Linked DNA regions of Bombyx mori: region 1 is linked to region 2. The links are chromatin contacts, called in public Hi-C maps. All regions are on one chromosome and are shown on one strand. Each heading gives the region's core, a stretch centred on a gene start, on an enhancer-like site or on the middle of the called end of the contact. The rest is flanking DNA. Distances are from core to core; before and after follow the strand shown.

Region 1 (3,253 bases), core at 36-2,535, 94 kb after region 2:
CCAATAATTAAATATACAATAAATAATGCATGCTTTAAAAACACGCTATTTTAGTAGCCAATAACATTCCGCACAAAACTTTATGACTGAATGCAGCCACAAATTGTAATGACCTAACTATGTAAACATAGATTAAATAAAATGAAATAGAAAAACCTAGAGGTGATAAAAGAGTCATGTTTTATCTTTTCACCGAATTAAAGATTAGTAAAACGTTTTTTATCTTCAGATGATGTCACCCGATTTGGTTTTCTAGATTTTTGACTGAATCTTATAACTGACGCGTCAGCTATTAAGACAGCAGTCACATATTACATGATAACTAAAGTAATGCTAGCAATATCAGTGTAGGTAGCTCATTCCCGATCCTGCGGACAGAATGGAAAGCAGTCGACGTCGCCCAAAACACGTCATCTCGGATCCTCCCGATCCACTAACGGTGCTTTTAGGTACTTCAAGCACCGGTCACCGTTCTCGTCGAACCCGTCGCTTGCGACGAAGGGCTCAAAGAGTAAATTAACTCTCAGACACAGCCCAGTGAGTTTCTCGCCGGATCTTCTCAGTGGGTCGCGTTTCCGATCCGGTGGTAGATTCTGCGAAGCACGGCTCTTGCTAGGGTTCGTGTTAGCAACGTCATCAGGTTTGAGCCCCGTGAGCTCACCTACAAACGTTAGGGTTACACTGAAATAGCCCCTAAGGCTATCAGTTTAGGTAGGAAAAAAAAATAGTAGGTAGCTGATGCACTATGTATGGTTGTGACCTCAATCTGACCCGCAACACTAACAAAGATAAAGTGTCTTCATCCGATTACCAATCGTTCTCGTTTTACACGCACGCCGGCTTTGCTGGCCCGATCTTGATTTCACTATGATCCAATCCCTACAAAACTACCACAAGTGCACCCACTGGGCCAATCTGAAGATTTTCCCTAAAAAAATCGATCCAGCAGTTTCATAGTCTATACGGAACACATACACATCTGCTTTTATATAAGTCGGAGACAGTCATTAGTTTGGTAGCTAAACGAAACGCAGCACCATTCCCGAGAGATGGCAGCACGATTGTGGTATGGTCGCGTGTGAAATTAGTTCTTTATAAGTCGTTCCGCGGAGTGCTCTGCATCATCTGAATCATCGACACATCCACGTCATTGCCGTTCAGCTAAAATCATACAAGCAGATTCATCACCCCTACCCCATTAGGCAGGGAGTCTAAGCCCGGGCAGAGGGGATTGCCCCGAGGCTCGATCCGTGCCTCCGTAAGGGGACACAAAGACCCAACGATGCTCTGCACGCATTTGGGCAGATGCGTCTTGGTGTACGAACCACTGTCTTTCGACAGTCAGTACTGAACAGTATTGGATGTGGAACGTTGTCTTTGACGATTAGTGCTGTCCCTATTATGGTGCACGGAACTCTGTTTGCGGTGGGTGCACGGAACTCTGTCTGTACTGCTCTATGTGACCACTATCATTCACGATTGTCATTTGCTTAGTTCTGTCTCCATTTTTATAATTCATTTAAATTACTAGGTTACGATCAGTGATTATTTAATAGTAATAAATTCCTATGTGCTATACCTCGGTTACATTCCTGATGTCTGAGTCTTAATCCGACATATATATATGTCGTGGATAACGACTTTTAGTTGTCGTGGATAACGACTTTTAGTAATATTAAGACGGTGGTTTTGATTATTATTTTAAATGATGAAATGTTGTTTTGATAAATATCACAAAATGAAGGGTAGACTCCGTAACGCCACAGTATAAAATGGCGGTACGTGGACAGAGTCGTGGCATTCCGTGTCAGACAGTAATTCCGTCCGTCTCAGTCAGTGAGTCTCTGTCAGTCAGTCAGTCGGTCAGTCGGTCTGTCGGTATATGCAACGAAACTGTCGGTTTACCCTGTCATTGTGAAAGTTGTGTGTGTTGAGTTTCAATAATTATTATTGAAAAATTTTATTGACTAAACTGAGTTCAATCGACTACGAGTGCTCAGCCATCCCTGACGTGTGCCGACATCAGAAGTGAGATCAGGACTCTACTCTCACTGGCGTGACGTGTTTGAACATGTTCGAAGTACAGCAAAAAAAAACATGATGCAGATCAGAATACTAGTAGTGGTACGCCACAAGAGCGTGAATGCAGCATACGTAAGTCGTGTAATAACCTCTCTGTTACCTCGATGGAAGATCTGAGCCACGAAGAAATCGTCACATCTTACGTTCTGGCTCATGTTGCCCAGTTTGACTGTCGACTTCATCACATGGCATTTACTAGCGGAAATACAACACGTAACAAGCTATTGCAAGAATTAAGGCAAGTGCAAATCTCAAGTGAAACTTCGATCGCAATAATGGATCTGTCATGACGAGTGGGTAGTTCCGACAAGAATTATTTTAAGCGGCTGACTTCTGCTAGAGTTACATTGCACTAGTGTGGTAAACCAGGACATGAGACTGTGAATTGTCGCTGAAATTTTAGAATCTACTAGATTCAATACCAATAACACTACACGTTCGATGACTTCGGGCTCCAGCAAGCAAGCAAACAAGAAAGCAAGCAAGTTTCCGTGGAGAAGAAAAATTGACACATCTGAAGTCGTCGTGACCTGTAAGATAAGACGTCCGGTGCGTTCGTGTCTGGCGATGCGGCGGTGTTCGGGTTCCGCTGGCGGATGCAGGTTTTTCCGGTTAAGTGCGTGCTTGTGCGTGCTTGACAAGTGTTCGCGGTTGGCTTCCTCAGTGTGGGAGTAACATCGTGTAGGAGAGGTGGAACCCGTAAAATTGTAGTTTGCGTGGTGGCTGGTAAGATTTGTTGCGGTAAGAAGTTTGCATGGTGGTAAAATGTCTTGTGAGTCTATACAGGTAGCCGGAGGTGAGACTTCCGCGGTCGCGGCCCACCCAGTCCGCGAGAACCGGGCAGATCGCCTCGACGGTACGGAGGCCGGCCGACGGGTCCGCCAAACGACGAGACCACGCCTCCAGCACGGACTGCCGAGATTGGAGCCCCCGCGCTCCGGCTGCACTTGCGCTAGGGCGCGCCGCCTCGTAGGAGACTGTGAGGTATCCTTGAATAACTATGACTGCGATCGCGCGCTGCCGGCGTCACAGCGCGGCGACGTTCTCGTGGGTAAGGACGTGGCACCAGACGGGTGCTCCGTATAGTGCCTGCGACCGCACGGGTACCATCACCCTGCCTGTTTCTGCCGTGAAGCAGTGGTGTATTTCGGTTTGAAGGGTGGGGCAGCGG
Region 2 (3,662 bases), core at 1,071-3,570:
TTTTTCCCTTAAAATACGAACCCGATGAATGATTCCGGCGAGGTGCAAGTGTTTGATGCCGCACAGCATCTGGTACAGCAGATAGCTCATCCGTTCGTGATCCAGATCCATCTGAATCACCTGCAATTAGCATTTTAACGCTTTTAGTGCCGAACTTGTTTCAATACAATTTACAAAAATAGCCAAAATATTTCTCAAAAAAAGTAGGACATTTAAAAAAAAAAAACAAAAAAAAAAATTACATTTGTAAATCAATGCATACAATGGAAAATATTTTGAAATGGTTCTTTATAAACGTTATTTTAGTTTATTAAAAACATGATTGTTTATTTGTATATTGTGAATAAAATTATATCCTTACATTATAAGTTAGATTAGTTTTCGTTATCGTGTTGTTTTATCGTATAATTTTACTTACTTACTATCGTTTTACTTATGTCTTTTATGTATCTTTTTAGCTTGTGACATGTATTGTGAGCCTAATAAATAAACAAATAAATAAATTAATTAATTATACAGGACTGACTTGGCACAGATTAGCGTCCATCAGCTCCATAACCAGATACACGTCTTGGAATTCCTCGAGGCTTTTCTGCGGCGTGAACGCGTTTAGCAATCCGATTATCTACAAACAACGGCACATCATTAAATTTAAATACTGAACCTCTATTGTCATGCTAGCAATTCCTTTATTGCCATGGAAGAACTGCAATTTAAATGCCGGCTGCATTGTCAAGTCGTTGACAAGAATCTCTTAGGCCAGGGGTCGACAAGCAGAAGCCAAATATAGATAGCACGTAATTGGATTTTATTTAAGGTGCCATTTTTTAGAACATATTATCGAGGGGTGAAGGGTTATTTGGTTTAAGCGAAATTTTTTGAACTTTACAAGAGAGCCATTAAAAGGTTATCATTTTGAAAAATATATTACGAAAAAAAAACTTCTTCAACTCTTTGAATGGAGTAAACTTAATTGAAGTTCAATTAAAACGTCGAACAATAATAATAATCAACGTTAATACCAAATAAAAAGCACCTTTAATTACGAAAATAAATTTCGCGTATTAAGCGAAATTTCGCTAAAACCAAATGTTCTTTCACCCCTCGATATATTTCTATAGCCTTTTGTTTAAAAAAATTTTACTCTTTACAAGGCAAGATAGTAAGCAATATTTTGTGCCTACACTAAATATTTCGCGAAAGAGTCATAGCTGTTGTATCAAAGGGCCGCGGGTTGCCGACCACCTTTTTAGGCAAATAAAAAATAACCAAGCTTACATTTTTATGGTTGACAAGTTTCATAAGTTTGAACTCCCTGTAAGCTCTTTTCGCGTGCGTCACGTTCTGAAACGGACGCGACAACTTCTTTATGGCAACATTCTGTTGCGTCACCGTGTCGTATGCGGCACTGGAATACAAAATCAAACAGTTTAGCTTTAAATTTTATTAATTTTTTATTAACACTTAGAAATCGATGAGCAATCATTTCATATTATAAATTCAGTTTCTTCTTCAGCGTGGAGCGGAGTGAAAAAGGTTGTGGTAAAGTTCATTTAAACGAAAAATCAAATACCAATAGTTTATTTTAATTGCCGCCGTAATGAGTTAAGAATTGTTTATGGTTTTTTAGTGAATAATTTACCTGTTTATACACACACATGAACATAAAGAATTAGAGTAATAAACTTATTAATAATAATAAATACAATATTTATAAATAAACCTATTAAAAAACCGGCTATTAAAAAAAACGCAGTTTGAAAATTATTAAGATAAAGCCATGCATATTAATGTAATGACGAAAGTATGTAGTACCAAAAATTTACCTGTTCAATACATAAAAATCAAAACGATGTTTTAATACTATTTATGATACAGATGATAAATGTGCAATACTGAAAACTCGTATGTCAATCAAAAAAAATCAAAAACAGAAAACGGCCATTTTGAAAAAAGTGACAAGAGCGGGAATTAAACATCACACTCACTCGTTAGCTTTATTCCAGAACGATCCTTTTTCAACATTATTAATCAGCCATCCAATAAACCGAAACAATGGACACCAATCGTGAATTTCGTCCACCATCGAATTTCTTAAGAACAACATTTTAATACCAATAAAATCACAAAAATACAAAAATAAATCCGTTGCACGCAAAAGTTTCACATACGGACATCGCTTGGTTAACGCGGGAATTTTAAATTAGTACAGATTAGTCCCAAAAGCTTGAAGCGGGAGTTTGATTGACCATTGTATTGGCGCGGCTTACCACACCATGCCCTGGGCGCCCGCGCCTCTGACCACCAGCTCAGTGTACCGGGTCGGGATAGTAAACACCGCATCACCGACCGTCACTGAGTAATACTGTATCATCTTACCGCTATTATACTCGATCAGCTACAAAAGAAATTGCATGTTTATTTTCTTCATGCGCGTGTGTGACAGTGTTCTGGCTGAATGATTATGGATGTTGTTGCTTCTTTTTCAGAATTAGCACCCCTTTTTAAAGATATTTGATTTCTAAGCGTAATGTTGGTGTGTAATGATAGCTTCGGGTCTTTAATTATTAACGTTTTATGTTTGTTGTTCACAATTAAATTGCAAGTTCTCAATGGCACAGCATAGACGAATGAAAGAACTCTCGAACCATCTGGTCTTAAGTGTTTACAAAAGACCATAGAGAATAGAGAGAGCTGTCAACATTTTTGGATGAAACAATACAAATAATAAATACACAAATATATAGTACGTAAAATCATGCCCCTTCATAATGTAGATAAAACTAATATTTATAAAAAAAAAACTATCATTAAACTCTATCGAAAATCTAATAATGTGAATATTTTAAAACAAAATGCCAGATTGTGAATATGTATCGTGCTGGATCGTGCAAGAGTGATAGCGTGCTGTATAAAAATTGCGAATTATTAAGTAAAATACACATAAGAATTTGCCTATTCTTAAACTTATTACATTGCATGCATGCTACTAAAGAATGAAGTGATTATACAACCCACCGTTGTTTATAATTCGATTTAAAGAATCTCATTACAAAATAGAACGCACGCGATAGAGATAGGTAAGACGGAGATGACGCCATCATGTCCGTGCCGGTCGACAATACTCCCTACCACTTTAGAGGAGGAAATTGGGATAAGAACTTTGAAAAGTAGAGGTTTTTTTTTAATGCCCTTGTAGGCATACTCCCTACCACTTTAGAGGAGGAAATGGGATAAGAACTTTGAAAAGTAGAGGTTTTTTTTAATGCCCTTGTAGGCATACTTCCTACCACTTTACAGGAGGAAATTGGGATAAGAACTTTGAAAAGTAGCGGGTATTTTTTTTAATGCCCTTGTAGGCAGACGAGCACATGGCCCACCCGATTGTGAGTGGTTACCGTCGCCCATAGCCTTCAGCAATGCCGGGGGCAGAGCCAAGCCACTGCCTAGTAGTTGGGGGGATGGGATAGTTTTATTGGGATACAAGTTGAGGATATGTTATAGCAACTAAAAGTGGCCGGACGCGCGTGGTAACAGCTAGAGACGCTGTTACCAACTTAAGAATCTACTAACCGTAATATGTTATTCTTTAAATATTTCTTATGAAACTCGAGATCTTTGCTGTGATTCCTAGTTACATTATTTAAACAAAACTAAGACAA

The links. Hi-C and Micro-C count contacts between places; a contact is called where the count stands out from the background.
Region 1: a Hi-C map of whole pupa shows a contact between it and region 2, with 2.8 times the contacts expected there. The contact joins two enhancer-like sites. A contact is called at or near these places in 3 of 7 Hi-C or Micro-C datasets (middle silk gland, midgut and whole pupa).

Annotation. Positions count from the first base shown.
Region 1 is chr3:1,462,141-1,465,393 of ASM3026992v2, forward strand. All of the region lies in intron 1 of Jnk (c-Jun NH2-terminal kinase), which reads right to left. Among protein-coding and RNA genes, the nearest start is that of LOC134200931, 7.0 kb to the left of the region's middle. Within about 2 kb of position 1,286, at least 4 of the 8 cell types and tissues checked have open chromatin away from gene starts, as enhancers often do.
Region 2 is chr3:1,366,656-1,370,317 of ASM3026992v2, forward strand. It overlaps Jnk (c-Jun NH2-terminal kinase), which reads right to left. Exons shown (of 13, transcript NM_001109926.1): 6 at 1,279-1,408; 7 at 527-625; 8 at 22-120. Among protein-coding and RNA genes, the nearest start is that of LOC110384827, 5.1 kb to the right of the region's middle. Within about 2 kb of position 2,321, at least 3 of the 8 cell types and tissues checked have open chromatin away from gene starts, as enhancers often do.